Linked DNA regions of Danio rerio: regions 1 and 3 are each linked to region 2. A link is a contact called in public Hi-C and HiCAR-type data. All regions are on one chromosome and are shown on one strand. The core of a region is the stretch at or near the end of the contact, and the rest is flanking DNA. Distances in the headings are between cores, read along the strand shown.

Region 1 (2,810 bases), core at 212-2,711, 490 kb before region 2:
AAAAGTCCCATAAGGCAATTTCAAAGCATAGAAAACATGAATAACAAAATACAGAAAACTGCTAATTTGACTGCTAATTTCTTTACAGTAGGCCTGTATTTGCCCTTATTTAAAAAGACCCAGTTGAGATCTAAATCCCTTGATATATATATATATATATATAAAAACTGATTTAAAAAATGGAAAGTGAAATACGTTGCATCCAGTGAAGACTAAAACAAGGTATCAGCACCGCGCAAACCTTTCTACAAGACTGGCTGCAGGTAAGTCGATGTGTATATCTACTGATATAAAATAAAAATATAATTAAAAATAAAATATTGTAATAGTTGAACATTACTAAATTTAGGTGGTGTGGACCGTGGCACAGTCAGTAGTGCTGTCGCTTGACAGCAAGAAGGTTGCTGATTGGAGCCTCGGCTGGGTCAGTTGGCATTTCTGTGTGGAGTTTGCATGTTCTCCCTGGTTTCACTTCCTCCGGGTGCTCCGGTTTGCCCCACAAGTCCAAAGACATGCAGTACAGGTGAATTGGGTAAGCTAAATTGTCTGTTGTGTGTGTGGATGTTTCTTAATCATGGGTTGCAGCTAGAACACTGAAAAAAATTATTCAGAGATGATTCCTTGGATTTACTCAATTTTTTTACGTTAAGTGGTTGTAAACATTTTATTTGTGTTGAATTTAAACAAACAAATTAAGTTGAACATTGTTAAACTTAATTTGTTTGTTTAAATTCAACACAAATAAATTGTTTGCAACAGTTCTGCATGCAACACTTTTTTCAGTGAAGGGCATACGCTGCATAAAAATTATGCTGGATAAGTTAACGGTTCATTCCGCTGTGGCGACCCTAGATTAGTAATCAGACTAAACAGAAAAGAAAATGAATAAATAAATGAATTACAAAATTTAAATTGTTTAATTGTTTAAATTCAACAAATTTAAATAGTTTTGTACAAGAAATTTTTGCAGATATCATTTTTTCTTTGTGTTTTTATCTGTATTGTTTTATTTCTCTCACATTAAAACATGACAGGCAATATATAAAATTATAAAATTAGGTTGATACAATGTGTAGTTTTCGTCTATCATTTGAAATGCTGTGCAAGTTTTCAGCAAAAAAAAAAAAAATTGTAGCCTACTGTATTTATTTATCAAAAAATTATAAAATTGTATTGATACAATGCATGGTTTAAACGTTTGTCTTTGTCATGGGCCTGCATGAAGGCACATAGCTACACTAGGCAAATTGAAAAGAAAAAACTAGCTTTATGATAAGATTCCAGTTGGAATGAAAACAATATGAACATTATACTAAAGAATTTCATTTATTTAACCGTGTGTAGATAGAATGTACAGTGATACCTTTAGCAAGCCAACCCATGATTTGACAAACAAACTTCAAATCCCACAATTCTCAATAACACCCCGTAATTACCCAGCGTTCACCGCGGTTGTGCAAAATGGCGGCTATTGCAAGCACAAACACAACAGGCTTTGACTGCCCGTCATGGTGAGATAAGAAACCAATTACTTCATTTTTGCACTCAAAGTGAAGTCCTGCATGCATGTGTGTGGAGCTACCTAGTAGGTCATTAATGCATAAATACAAACAATGCAATTTACCCCTGTAAACAAGAGTCGCAGACAGAAACTCAACACACAGTAAAATATCGAATATGCATAATTGCGTTAATGAATGGACTTTTATTCTGTTTTTATGTGGCTAATTTGTGCCATGTATATGGATCCGCTATTTCGTGTTGCGTTGCACATTTTAGTATTTAATGTTGAATAATTTAATTTAATAACATTTAATCTCAGGGCAGGAAAACCTCCACCTGGACTTCATTTGGATGTGGTTAAAGGAGACAAATTAATAGAGGTAAGACGAATTAACATTACTGTTAAATAAACAGTGATGAATGTTGTTGTTTACCCTTATATAATAGTTTAAAAATATATTAAAACGTCATGGGGAAAAATTCCAATTAGCGTTCAATGTGCAAAGTCATTATAAGATATATCTCAATGGTAAAGTTGGTTTATATTCGCACATTCATTCAGTGAGACTCTCCTTATATTGTTTACCATGGTACTTTGAATATTCGGTCTGAAATCACATGCATGACTTCAAAACAACATTAGCACTATTTAATAGATTGTGGATGTTGTACTTTGATAGTCACTGGCTGCTAATATATCCCTATTTAGAATTTGCGAATAATACTTTTCAGAAATTTTTTTATCAAGGAGAAAGTCCTAATACGTGAATATAAAACCAACTTTACCCTGATGGTTTCTCATGTCTGAAAACTTGTAGATGGGAAATACTACCAGAAATGATAGGGGTAAAGTTGGTTTTATATTCAATATTCAGACATTCTCCTTTATAATATATTTTCAGAAAAGTATTTTTTGCAAATTCTAAATAGGGAAATCATATTAGCAGCCAATGACTATCAAAGTACAACATTGCTTACAGTGAATTGTATAGTGTTACTGTTGTTTAGAAAGTCATACTTGCATAATTCCGAGCAAATGTTCAAAGTAACATGGTAAACAATAAACAGACTGCTCAATGAACGAATGTGTGAATATAAAACTGACTTTACCTCTATCCAGAAACGTACATTATCAGTCCCTGAAATAAAAAACCATAAATAGAGTGGATAAAAAAAAAATTTATCCCAAGAATTTCTAAAATGGACTAATGGTTGATTTCTGCGAGAAGTAGGTGATTCATTTTGTTCTCAGTTTTTTTTTTCCTATTAAAAGCACCCTACAAATATACAAACCCTGTCATTGTCCT
Region 2 (2,739 bases), core at 44-2,543:
TCTGCTGCTGTTCATCTGTTAGACAAATCAGTTTTTTTAGATCAATCTCAGCCTTACACATGCAAAAACATGTGTGGTCATGCTTAGTCATTTTGTTGTATAATTGAGTTTAATAAGAGTGAGCTTAAGAGTTCAATAATTTTCTAATAAATATCCACTGTTTCTCTACATTAACATTGATTCATTGTCATTTCCACCACCACCCTGTAATTTCCATTACGACACACATTTAAAAATTTTTTTTTAATTAATTAAAAAGTTCTGATCACACATTAAAAGCATATTTACAATGTTTGAGTTCATGCTCTATTTAATATACAAATTCAGTTTATTTATTTTCTAAAAAAGCTCTTAACCAAATTAAAAATTTAGAGTGTGACAGGTGAACAATTCGGCATTTGGTCCTAACGGACTAATTTATTTCATTAACAAATTTAGAATTATTGTATACATTGTGGCAAGATTGGTTAAACTAGATTTTTTAAAAAAATGATCTTGGACAATGTTTGACTGCCATAATTTATTTCAATTTGAAATAAGCTGTATATTGAGATGTGGAGGAAATGACATATCTTCACAATGGGAAAAAAAAAAGTTAAATATGAACAATTTCTCTTCTTATAAGTTTGTCCTCTTACAGATCTTAAAACTAGACAAATTGTAAAAACTTATGAGGCTATGCTTTTTTTACTCAACTTCACAAGGTTAAAAGTGCCCATAGTTAAAGAATTGCCCAAAAATGTAATTAAACTATTAAAAAGTTATATATTATTTTAGTTGCAAATTCATTTTGAGAAACAAATAATGTAAAACGTTTTACAAGATGCTTTATATGTATTTTTTCTTGTTTTGCATCAAGAAAAAATATAGAAAAGGAGATTGAGTGATGTAAGAAAAAATACAGCAAAATAAATCAATTAATACTCAATTAAAGTACAAACTTTTGGGCCATGGCTAGAATTGCTTAGGGCCCCCAAATCACTAAATCTGCTCGTCAGTTATTTTATTTTAAAGGCAGTGATTGATAAGAACTTATAAATCACTAAACAGAAAAGTGATCAATAAGTGAGAAAAAAATGCAACTTTTAGAATAAAATATCAAACGGCATTTATAGATTTTTGCATCTAAACTTAATATGCTTATCTCCAAGTAATTGTTTGGTTATACCATTTTAGTATGTCTGCTATTCATTGTGTAATATTTTAATGCATGGCCTAGCTAGACTTCCGTACGCAAGAACAGTAGCCCAACGAAATGTCGTTTTCTATTTTCAAAACGCGCATCCGGCTTGCCGTATTTGTTCCGCTACACCGGGTCTAGCGGCACGTGTTGTGGAACAGCAAGCAAGAGAAGCGCGAACACGTTTATTGTAACTTTACACCCACAGTTCTTGTGTTGTGGACATCGGCGTATACCTGTCGCTTCAAGCCAGTCAAATATATTTCAGTAAACATCCAAAAACATATCTTCAAAGCGTAAGGTAAGTAGCTCGTTTCTTAGCGTTGTTGTTGAAATCGTGTTCGTAGCGCATACCTACAGAGACAACACAGCACTTGTATACAGACTGTGTAATTAAATGTAAAAAGAGTTGTAGCCCTTATAACTCTTAAATGTTTAACAAACTCCCGTTCTTTTGTTATCACATGGTACAAGTTCGATAGCATGAATTATAACGTTAACGTTATATGAACACATTACTCGTATATAGCCTAGCAGTGATGCATTTCAACTTTATTTACAATAGTATTTAGTTACTACCACATGTTTTAAGATGAATGAGTTTTTGTGTTAGATTGGTGTAAAAGCTGCCAATAAATAATAAAATAAATAATAAATCCATAACAAAAAAAAATGAAAGAAACAATTCAGCTTAAACAATTTAAACTTATCGACGTTAGATTTTGTCAGGGATCCACATTTTCTCATTGTCTACAACCTCATCAGTTGACTGTAAATGTGTTTTGCAATGTTCCATGCTAAGAAACTCTGTAAGATTTGTGTATCTGGAATGAACTATTCATCTCTGACTCTACGATGTTTGATGCTTAATAAAACCTAAAACGTAACTTAGTCTTGTCACTGTTATTGCTGAACAAAGAAGTCTAGTTGAATGATTTCTCAGATCTGCTTGTTTCTTCAGATATTGCTGTTTCATCAGTTACTTTAAAGTGTTTGCTTATTAGATGGAGTTTGGCCATGTACAATTGGACTTGGTTATAGATTTTAGTTAAAAGATTGTCAAAATTGCTTTTAAGAAGAAACCAAATAAATCAGTGCTACACCCTCCAAAGATTGAGGTTTTCTGTTAATTTAGGCAATCAACCCCAGTTGACTTTTTTATAAATCGTTAGAACAATAAGAAGGATTAAAAAAAATAGGTACCAATGTAATCAAGTAATACCTATGTCTCTTAGTTATGCTTTGTGGTCTTACACAAGAAACTGAACCAACCTTTACCAGTCGATGTTCATCTGTCTGTCTGTTTCTGTCTGTTTGCTGAAACCAATAGACCCTTTAGGTTTTCACATTTTTGAGTTTCTCAGCAGCAGAAGTCGTTATAGTTGGGTAAAACTTAGAGTGCAGTGAATTGAAAAGTACAACAAACATTTTTTTTACAATCCTATTTGCTAAAATAAAGGAAGAAAAGCTCATGATGGTGTTGTTATGCCTTTCAGAAAAGAGCAAAAAATGTGAGGTATTTATAATTTATAATAAAATATAATAAAAAAAAACATCAA
Region 3 (2,851 bases), core at 254-2,753, 450 kb before region 2:
ATTGGCTGCTTGGAAACAAGGACACTTTTTTTGTAGATTCATTAATTTATCTTTTATGGTTAATAGTTTCCTTTAAAGTAAAATTAAACTATTAAACATAACAATTAAGAAAACGTACTGTGTGTGTGTGTGTGTGTGTATATATATATATATATATATATATATATATATATATATATATATATATATATATATATATATATATGGGTATGTATGGATGTTTCCCAGTGATGGGTTGCAGCTGGAAGGGCATGAAACATGCTGGATAAGTATCCCGGATTAATAAAGGGACTAAGCCGAAAAAAAAAAAAAAAAAAAAAAATATATATATATATATATATATATATATATATATATATATATATATATATATATATATATATATATATATAAATTTTCTTTGTAACTAAGGGATGAGCACATATCTCTCGTCACTCCATCCCATCACTTTTACTCACTTCAATATCACAATTGATAAATGTCAATTGTATTTATCACATTGTATTGGATATGTATATAATATATTAAGTTCATTAGTATGCATACCTTTATTCATAACTATTCATAAAGCCTAGTTATTTGTTGGACTATTGCTTATTTAATTGTTTGTAGCTAAACAGACAATATAGGCTATTAAATAGATGTTATTCAAGTTAAAGATGTTTTTACCATTTAGAACATTTTGTGACTTTTACTTGTTTTTCTATCGAATTGTATTAATTTAAATGAACATCTCAGAGTTATAAAAGTCTACAATAGTATTATATGTCTACAAGTGCAATTTATAATTGCTGCTTCACTTTAAAGATCAAATTGCCTCAAGATTGGACGCAAATCCTTCACATGTAAATCTTTCTAAAGAGGCATGAATGTTTTGTGGTAGAAGATGCGCGTCCCCCGGATAAACCTGTTCTGGAGGGAGTGACTTGATTCAAGCGCCGTCCAATTATCTGATAGCAGCATTTATCCGCCGCTACAGCCCCGTCTAGTCATCCGCAAACAGGCGTGAACCGATGTGGAAGGAATGTTCGTCTGAATATTTTATCTAAGGCAAATAATAATAACAACAACTATAATAAAACCTTGAAAAATATTGCTCAACGGCAGAATTGTGCCGCTCCATTCACGCGACCCTATTTTTAGGGCACCCGCGCCGCGTCTACTATCAGCAATTGCAATAGTGACTGCGCTCGCGTGAGAGACCGCTTTCAAATCTGCAGAGAAAAAAGGGACGGGAGAGCTCCAGACAAACGGAAACTGTGGCCAGACTCCAGAGGAAGTCAATTGATTTCGCCCTTCTTGATGAGATAGATTTACAAGCTTTGCCCAGCGTGTCTGTCAGACCGTCTGTCAAAGCAATCAACAGTTGGTGCGAGCGCGCGATTAAAGGGACTTTGCATGCACGAGACGCTTCAGTGATGGGTGTGTGATTTCAGCACCTCAGCCCTATGGACACCCGCTTGCGTGTGACTGAATTGTTCAGTAATATGGAAGACAGACTGTTGCACATCGTGATGCATTGGATGCTTTTGCGTGTTTAGTACATTACAGGCGACAAGAGACACAAGAATGAGCAGTCTATTCACGGCTCCCGGTGCTTTTGCTTTTACTCATTTGGTGTAAAAAGACTACAGACTGAGAGATCACACACAGTCCATCATCAGTGGATTTAAGGGCGCATTGTTGTTGTTTTCCCCCCTTGACCTTGCCTTTTGACGCGCAAAAGCAGCATGTTAATGATGGAGAGCAGCGGGATAGACGCGCATCAGGTTGAACTGGACGCCGACTATGAGCCGCACTGCCGACCGAGGTCGTGCACCTGGCCGCTGCCGTGTCCGGAGGAGGAGAGCCGTGCGCTGCCTGTGAAAGTGGAGCCGCGCAACGTGCCGGCGTGCCGGAGCGGTGGGGCGCCGACGGAGTTCAAGCATCCAGCCGGCGCCCCTGCCCCTATAGCGGCAGCCCCAGCGTGCATGTCCGGCGCCGCGCTGGATGTGGCCGGCCAGCTGCGCAAATCCAAGTCGTCGCGACGGAACGCGTGGGGCAACCAGTCCTACGCGGATCTGATCACGCGTGCCATTGAGAGCACCCCAGAGAAAAGGCTCACCTTATCGCAAATCTATGACTGGATGGTGCGATTTGTGCCATATTTCAAGGATAAAGGAGACAGCAATAGCTCAGCCGGCTGGAAGGTACAGTTACCACCTGATTGTATATGCATGTTCTGTGCGTGTCTTGAATCGTACAAAAGGCTGCCAGATACATATTAGTGTTTGACACGTTGTGCTGAAGGGGATACCTCATGGGTTTGAAACGTTTTCAGAGCGTCGAGTAACTATAGTACGGGGAGGTGAACAGACGCGCTCGGGTTCAATGAGTTCATTGCTCTTGTAATATTTTAAACATGCAATATTGGCGTCTATACAGTTGCGTTTATAACGCATTGAGCTTGATTGTGACGCCGTCAATGAGATGAGCCGGAGCGCGCGGGCCGTGCTCGTAGACGCAGGTCACCTGGGGGACACGCATGGGTCCGGTCAGCTTCCCCGCGCGTCGGCCACGCACGCACGCACGCACGCGCGCGCGCCTGTCTGTCTGTTCCGTTCCGAGATCTCCAGCACGCACCCTCCTCCTTCTCCTCCTCCTCAACTCTCTTCCTCCGTCCGTCCCTCCCTCCCTCGCTCTGCTGTCTCCTCTTCAGACCTGACATCCATCCAAAAGACTATGGGAAATAAAATAGGCGGTGTAAAATTGTAATTAAAACATTACATAATCGAAAAGGGTTATTTAGTGAAGCAAATGCGACCGCATAATTGCACCACGTTGGTTGGCAAACGAATAAACCACGCTGGAT

What was found. Hi-C and Micro-C count contacts between places; a contact is called where the count stands out from the background. HiCAR-type assays count read pairs that join an accessible place to other places.
Region 1: a Hi-C map of embryo shows a contact between it and region 2, with 2.1 times the contacts expected there. The contact joins the promoter of ppp1r8a here to the promoter of ctps1a in region 2. A contact is called at or near these places in 7 of 18 Hi-C or Micro-C datasets (caudal fin, embryo, hematopoietic stem cells and 1 more) and 1 of 4 datasets of contacts at active chromatin or transcription factors (caudal fin).
Region 3: a HiCAR-type map of caudal fin shows a contact between it and region 2, with 5 times the contacts expected there. The contact joins the promoter of foxo6b here to the promoter of ctps1a in region 2. A contact is called at or near these places in 2 of 4 datasets of contacts at active chromatin or transcription factors (caudal fin and embryo).

The regions. Positions count from the first base shown.
Region 1 is chr19:16,678,958-16,681,767 of GRCz12tu, forward strand. It overlaps ppp1r8a (protein phosphatase 1, regulatory subunit 8a), which reads left to right and starts at 1,462. Exons shown (of 7, transcript NM_001100952.1): 1 at 1,462-1,511; 2 at 1,823-1,883. The coding sequence starts at 1,462. All of the region lies in intron 2 of ftr55 (finTRIM family, member 55), which reads right to left.
Region 2 is chr19:17,174,080-17,176,818 of GRCz12tu, forward strand. It overlaps ctps1a (CTP synthase 1a), which reads left to right and starts at 1,294. Exons shown (of 19, transcript NM_199211.2): 1 at 1,294-1,481.
Region 3 is chr19:16,728,182-16,731,032 of GRCz12tu, forward strand. It overlaps foxo6b (forkhead box O6 b), which reads left to right and starts at 1,504. Exons shown (of 2, transcript NM_001135132.2): 1 at 1,504-2,189. The coding sequence starts at 1,731. All of the region lies in intron 2 of ftr55 (finTRIM family, member 55), which reads right to left.